Linked DNA regions of Solanum lycopersicum: region 2 is linked to region 1. Evidence: chromatin contacts called from public HiChIP or PLAC-seq data. All regions are on one chromosome and are shown on one strand. Each heading gives the region's core, a stretch centred on a gene start, on an enhancer-like site or on the middle of the called end of the contact. The rest is flanking DNA. Distances are from core to core; before and after follow the strand shown.

Region 1 (3,974 bases), core at 467-2,966:
CAGTGTTCAGGTCAAACCTGCATGCATCTCACGTATTCAACAAAGTACATGTTACTGAGTAACTCTGTCCACCAAGTCATAAACAAACCGGAAGAAATCAACCAACTTTTTTCGTCTTTACTAGAATTTAAGCTTCAATCATCATAATTTTCATCTCACTTTATTAGCCGCCGCACTTTGTTCTGCATTTTCTTTCTCATCATTACGGTTTGGTAAAGAAATTCTAAAAATTCTTTTCAATCTTTATTTGTGTCTAGAGTGTACACAGACCCTATCCTTAGAAAAGTCATTTTCGATTCACCCTTTATTATCTTTAGCCAAACCATAAAGTTTAAATTATTTTTTTCCTCTTAAACAATTCCCACTACCATAGTTGTTTGGCAACATCATAGTCAAAGATACTAAAAGATGATGTTTCCTATCTTTTTCATCTTTGTTCTTTTTCTAAAACCGTGTGGTAAAATACATAGTGTATGCACGTGCACATGTAAGCATTTACATAAACAAATAACAAATTCTCCAATAAAATACAACTATAGATACTGACACAAATTGCATGTTACACCAAAAAAGATAATACAATAATAGATCAACAAAAAAATTAAATAAATTACTCTTTACTAGAACATGGACATAAAAATACATTTCTACTATCAAAATCAAATAGTAACACCAAAGGTAGTGAATTTTTTTTTTAATAATTGTGCACCATAACGGCTCACGTTAGCAAATAGTCGCATATAAAAAAATTTATTTTTACCGACACATTATTATATCAAATTTATATTTTAATATTATTATTTTTCACCCACTTTATTAATCGCGAAAATAAAACTAGACCTGTTCACTGTGGCCTTGTGGAAAATAAACAACGTGGGTCCCAGCTGCCGGTAAGTTCACCAGAGGACCGGCGCAGGCCTGCCATAGCTCTGGATTTATGCTTTTCTTCTCCACTACAATAAACAAATACAAAAATTAAAAAAAAAATATTTTCCAAAAAAATAAATTACTGGTAATATAAATTGAAAAAGTATGAGATTTTTTTTCTCACTTTTTTTTTTTAGGAAAAAAAAGACTTGCGTTGCTTATTACTTTCCCATCTATTTATTATTTGTTGTTTTTATCTAATTTCCAAAAATTAAATTAATATAATTTTTAAAATAAAAATTTAAATATTTCAAAATTATATTGAAAATACTATAAATTTAAATATAAAAAATATACCGGCTTCAAAAATTAATAAACTATGATAATTAAAAGTGAACGTATATGGAGAGAGCAACTTTTATCAAACGCGCAAGTGTTTCCATTTTGCTTTGCAATGAAAAGAAAAAAAATATTTTTCCAGGAAAATTTCATGTGTAAAGGAAAAAAAAATATGCACTTTTGAAGAAATAGACAAAAATAAATAAATTGAGAGAGAGAAATTGATTTATTCGATGATTCAACGATTGTTACAATGCATCGAGAAAGTATATACCTAAGAAAAAAAATTAATAATAATATTTATACAAAGGCAAAAACATAGTGACAGACCTTCACCAGGATTCCCGTTAACAGTATGCTGCTGCTGAACTCCGGCAGTATTCACCGGTGTTTTCATTTTTCTATCTTTTCTCCGATCAACAAAAAAAAATTGAAATTAAACTTCAGATATTATTTTCACCGGAGATTCATTTTTTTTAAGCTTTTAGATCTGACGGGAAGACGATTGTGCGTTTTCCGGTGACCGGAAAACGAGAAAATAAGAAGGGTGAAGGAGACAAAGTAAGGGTTTTGTGAATAAAGAGGTGTGTGTAGAGAATTGGAGAGACCAAATGCTGCAATTTAGCTTTAAATTGGCCCCTTTTTTACCAGACACAGAGCACACAACACATAAACACTATCTTTTTCTCTCTCTAATTTGCTCTGTTTTTCTCTTTGGAAATGGCTTTTGCCCCTTTTTCTCTTTCTCTTACTATTCTTTGTGTGGATAAATAATATATATAATATATATATATATATATGTATGTATAGTTTTTTTTTCTTTTTTTATATTTTATTTTGTGTTTCTTGGTTATGGCCTAGCAAAGTTGACCATTGAGGTGAAACTTGACAAAAGGATGTGTAATAATTTCTATCTTGTTTATACTGTATGATTAAATATAATGATCTTTTTTTTTTAATATACGATCAAATATGATGATCACTTTTTTCTTTTTTTATAGTGATGTTTTGATATTTGTGTTGGAGTTTGATTAATTTTGATTTGTATTGTATATGATTTTATTAAGGAGTATGTTTTTTATTATGATTTTTTTTATATTTACAGTTTGAATTTGAGATAATTGATTAAGAGAGGAGGATGAATGGTGTTCACTATTTTTTGGTGATTCTATAGCTTCTCTTTAATGTGCAAGCGTTTGGTTATAGATTTTTAATTATATTTTGAAAATTTAGTTTTAAAACTTGTTTGATCATGAAATTTTGATCAGATTTTAAATTTTGTTCATTAAATATTAAGTTTTCAAATTTATGTTTAATTTTTGGGAGAAATTTTGCTTTGACTCATAAAATTTTAAGAAGTTTTCTAAGTAAAAAAACACACTCAAACATGATTTCATGCTTTAAAATTTCAGTGAGCGTTTGATCGTATTGTATTATAAAATGGAAAAAATATATATTTTTAAAGTGAAAAAATAATATTTATAAGTTGGAATTGTGTATGACTATAATTATAAATGAAGTTATCTTTGACTTTTTGTGAATAACTTAAAAATAAAAATGAAGATATTTTTATTTTTCGAATTCTTAAAAATTCTTATACTCAATTTTTAGTTGAATTTTAAAGTTTTGATCACCAAAAGTACTTTGAAATTTCACTCTTTTTTTTAATATATGATCAAATATAATGATCACATTGTTTAATATATGTTTGATATTTTTGTCTGAATTTGATTAATTTTAATTTATATTACATAAGGCTCTATTAAGAGAGTGTTTTCTATTAAGAATTCTTTTTTATATTTACAGTTTGAATTTAAGAAATTTAATAAAGGAAAGAGAAGTAATCACATCCACTCTATTTTATCTTTTTGTGATTCTTCTAAAAAAAAAATCATTATAGCTCTCTTTAATGTGTAAACATTTGGTTATAGATTTTTTATTATATTTTGAAAATTTAGTTTTTAAAATTTATTTTATCATAAAATTTGATTAGATTTTAAAATTTTATTCATCAAATATTAAGTTATCAAATTTTGGTTTAATTTTTGGGAGAAATTTTGCTTCGACTCATAAATTTTTAAAAAGTCTTCTAAGTAAAAAACATATCCAAACATTATTTCATGTTTTAAAATTTTAGTGGGTGTTGAATCATATTTTATTATAAAATTAAAAAATATACATATTTTTTAAGTAGAAAATAATATTTATAAGTCGTAGTTGTGTATGGCTATAATTATAACTGAAATTATCTTTGACTTTTTGTGAATAATTTAAAGTGAAAAATAAAATTTTTCTTTTTCAAATTCTTAAAAATTCTTATATTCGATTTCAAGATGAATTTTAAAATTTTGATGACCAAACGTACTTCAAAATTTCACTTTAAAAATATTTTTCCATGACCAAAAAATTCCAATTACAAATTTTTATAACCAAATGAAAGCTCAGTCTTCTTTCTATCTCCAGATGAAGAGATTCCTCTTGATCCATTTATAACTTTTTCCAACTTCTTTCTATAATTTAATTGTTCATAAATATCCAAGATATTATAGACTAAAAAAAAATTTGATTTTCATTTAGTTAAACTTTGTATCAAATCAACAGTGTTGTAAAATTGAGATACAAAAAACATGTGTTTTAGTTTGGAGAAATTAAAGATTCTAAATTGAAAATGCACCTAATATACTAAAACAATTTAAATCTTATAATATTAAATATGTTATGAATGTTACTATAAAAATTACTAGTAGATATAAAAACGTACACCCCTT
Region 2 (3,974 bases), core at 918-3,417, 42 kb after region 1:
ACAATATTTTTTTACATAATTTTAAAATTAAATAAGACATATTACCTCCTTTATCCCATTTTATGTGACACACACAGATTAATTTTATGAATCAATAGATTTTTTTTTTAAGCAATCGATCTTTTTATATGTTTTTTAAAAATATTTTAAGTTATCTATTATCATGATTTATAGTATTTATTATGAAATATTTAAATATATGAAAAATTAAAAAATAATATTATCAAATTAAAAACAAAGAAAAATAGATAGACAAATATTTATGTAAATATAAAACCACACAAATAAAACAGACGTACGATCATTACACGCAGATTATTCACACTTATATATAAACATAAATAGTAGATATCGGAACATTATAGTGATGGTAGTCTTCCTTACTATGGTACATACAATATAGACCAAACTTATTTCTGGTAAAAATAAATAATAGTGTTTTGGTCCGTTTGGATGCAATTTAATTGTTTTATGAAATATCTATTCCGCTTATTCTTAGTATATTCTATTATAAATTAAAAAGTATTTATTTAGATTAATAAATTAAAAACATTTCTAACTTTACATCTGTTTTATTACTATTGTTGAATGTGAAGTACTATAATTGTTTTAAATTTATTTTTTTAGCATATAATAATAATTAAGAAAATAAATAAAATTATCAGTATATTTCAAATCAAACATAGATGAAGAAAGTATTTATTATGTGTAATGAAATCATATAGTTTTTTTTTTGGTGTTACAACCTACGACCTAGTTTTAATGATTACATCAATTAAAATTGAGAAAATGCACAAGTATCTTTTTAACCTACGCTCGAAATTTAATAAACACATTTATATTGTACTAAGGTCCTATTATTCCCCTAGACTTATTTTATAAGTAATTTTTCTACCCTTTTCATCCTACGTGGCACTAGCTCGAAAAAAAAAGTCAGCTAGCGTTGGGCTCACAAGATAGTGCCACGTAGGCTTAAAAGGGATCAAACATTATTAATAAAATAAGTTCAAAGGGGTAATAAGACTTTAGTATAGTATAAGTGTGTCGCTTAGTTTCAGGCATAAATTGAGAGGGTACTTGTGCATTATCCTATTAAAATTAGATCACATCTTCTCATAGTATAGTGTCCAAAATGAAGCTTCATTAATTGGAAAAATTATAAGACAAGATAATATTTTGAAGAGAACTATACAACATCAATATATTTTGCTAGTGGTAATTAGGTACTCACAATTTTCTTGAATATATACGCTGCATGTCTAAAAGAGCACACTAGTTGAACGAAAATTATTAAAGTATATTCTACTCGTTTAAGAGTTAATTATTTAGATACATTTAAGTTTGTAATATTACGTATCTTATGAAATTTTAGTGTGTTTAGATACATGTATCTCAAGATATATGAGGTCAAAATCAAGTGTAATTTGTTCTAGCTAGACACATTGTATGTAAGTGGATTCGTATGCAAATGCGATACATAACAATTCTCGCTCTCCACTCTCCTATGTATCTTGTATACCAAATACATGTAGATCATACCAGATACATACCATACAAATACATATATCTATTGTGTATGTAGTGTGATCCGCATGTATCTGAGATACATAATGAATCTTGTTGGTCACTCTCCTGTGTATCTAGTTATGTGAATCATACAAGATATCTACCATACAGATACATGTATCCAATGTGTATCTACGGTGATCTGCATGTATCTGAGATACATAACGAATCTCGTTTGTCTCTCTCTCTATTTTAGTATATTTTGTAGCAAAAATACATGTATCTAAGTGTATCTTCCTCAATATATAGTATGAAACTGTCAATTAATGGCGAAATACGTAACATTTTGAAAGTATAGATAACACTGGTATATATGGGAGTTATGATGTATGTCTATATAGTTTTTCCTTTTTATTATATGGTTGAGACAAGATTGAAAGGAAGAACAAGGGCCACATAAACAGAATGGAAGAGTTGTTATAAGTAGCCAAAATTAGCATTAAATGCAAAAACACATAGCTGCCAAGTTTTGGATCCCACAGGACAGCTCAAAGGAATAGATATCACTCATCATAATCAAATAATGCATGTGCTACTGATCTAGACAAACCCTTTGGTTCTTTTGTAGGGTATACCCTATATTTATGGGGTTTGGAGAGGTCAAGTTATTGTTTCCTTGACTTGATTTGGACATGTAATTGATATATGATAGAGACAATGTTGTCTTCACACCAAGAGAATACCTCCTATATAAAAAAGTAAATAAAAAAACAAGTGTGTGGGAGGGGAGTGAGATGAATTCAGAATTTAAAATGTAATCGGTTCAATCAACCAAGTTCTTTGAGACATGAGTTCAATGTATAATGTTTGTACACTCGTTTCTATGTTTAGTTTATTTGTTAACTCGATCTCTGCTTAGCAATATATATATATATATATATATATATATATATATATATATATATATATATAAAAGTAAATACTATTTTCACAAGGAGATCAAGATACCAATTACAATCATTTTTTCAATGTTCTCTTGCAAGATTATATTCAAAGTTTAATTTGAATATGAATTAGCTAAACTCACTCTTAAGATTCTAGGTAATTGTACTATTTTCACAAGGAGATCAAGATACCAATTACAATCATTTTTTCAATGTTCTCTTGCAAGATTATATTCAAAGTTTAATTTGAATATGGATTAGCTAAACTCACTCTTAATATTCTAGGTAATTGTATTCCTTGACCCATTAAAGCAATGACAAGAAATGAAGTTGACATGCAAAGAGTCACAACAAGGTCCATATCATACTAGTTGTTGTGATATGAGTGGAAATGGGATAATATCCTAATCTTATTGATCCAATATATCTAGACAATGACCAATTTTCAAATGAAAAAGAATTCTTTTGTTCAAAGTATGTGTTGTGCATGAAATCTTTTCTTTGAAAAGAAAAGGTCAATAGAGGTTTTGTCCTCAAAATTCAAAAACTAAAGTCTTAACCTTTTCTTAAAAAAATTTTAGTCCTGCAAAAGTAACTTTATTATTGTGAGAAAGAATAAAGGATTTGGAACCAAATATGTAAAAGGAATGAGGATAGGCCAAAGCTCAAAGTTGGTGTCCTTTCAACTTCCTATCTTCCTTAGATTTTCTGCTACCTACTTATTATAAGTTGTTGCGTCTAATCGAGGAGATGTTTGATTATGAAAATTATAATTTCTTATTTTTGAGTTAAAATTTAAAATTATCTTTAAATTTTTATATGGAGCAGTAATAGTTTCTGTGTGCAATATAAGTGCACTTTTAATATGCCTTTCCCAAATTTTGATCTATTTTTCAACATTAATTTTATTCACAATTTATGTATGAAATGTTCAATCACCTTTTTATATATTTGGTAGAAACTATAACTCCAGCTAAGAAAAGGTGAGAAGAGGGACAAGTTATTTTGTTTGGTAAAAATATTAAAGTAGCTAACAATGAGAAGTTCATCATGTCGTTTTCATGTACAATAGTAAAAAAAATAATTTTCATATGTCAAGGTGTTCTAAGTTTAACTATAATAATATTTCCATCGAACGAAATAAGATGCTGTTCTTCTTCCTTCTCTCCTAAAGAGCTATTATTTCTATGAAATATATAATAAAAGACCACCGAACAGCTTATACATAAAATTATGTACAATATCAATGTAAGAAAATAGGCAAAAGAATATGAGGAAGGACTAAAAGTGAACCAATCTTACATGAGAGATTATTACTGCTTCATGTTGTAAATCTAGAATGACTTTGAGTTTTAACCCAACGATAAGGGACTATGAGTATTTTAAAAAGATAATTTTTATTTTAAAATGAAAGATGATATTTAAAAATACCACAATTATTTTGGGACAACTTCTTTTTTTAATAATTAAAACGACACATTTTGGGACGGAAAGAGTAAAACTTATTAATTTCTTTGTTCACTT

Evidence for each region. HiChIP or PLAC-seq counts read pairs in DNA pulled down with a chosen protein or histone mark.
Region 2: an RNA polymerase II HiChIP or PLAC-seq map of leaf shows a contact between it and region 1, with 7 times the contacts expected there. The contact joins the enhancer-like site here to the promoter of ARF19A in region 1. A contact is called at or near these places in 1 of 1 promoter capture datasets (leaf), 6 of 8 Hi-C or Micro-C datasets (leaf and leaf mesophyll) and 1 of 1 datasets of contacts at active chromatin or transcription factors (leaf).

The regions. Positions count from the first base shown.
Region 1 is chr7:8,685,518-8,689,491 of SLM_r2.1, forward strand. It overlaps ARF19A (auxin response factor 19a), which reads right to left and starts at 1,717. Exons shown (of 13, transcript NM_001247811.2): 1 at 1,537-1,717; 2 at 841-953. The coding sequence starts at 1,603.
Region 2 is chr7:8,727,439-8,731,412 of SLM_r2.1, forward strand. No RefSeq gene overlaps it. Among protein-coding and RNA genes, the nearest start is that of LOC101252789, 13 kb to the left of the region's middle. Within about 2 kb of position 2,168, at least 2 of the 2 cell types and tissues checked have open chromatin away from gene starts, as enhancers often do. A contact at or near this core is called in leaf, where this site is marked.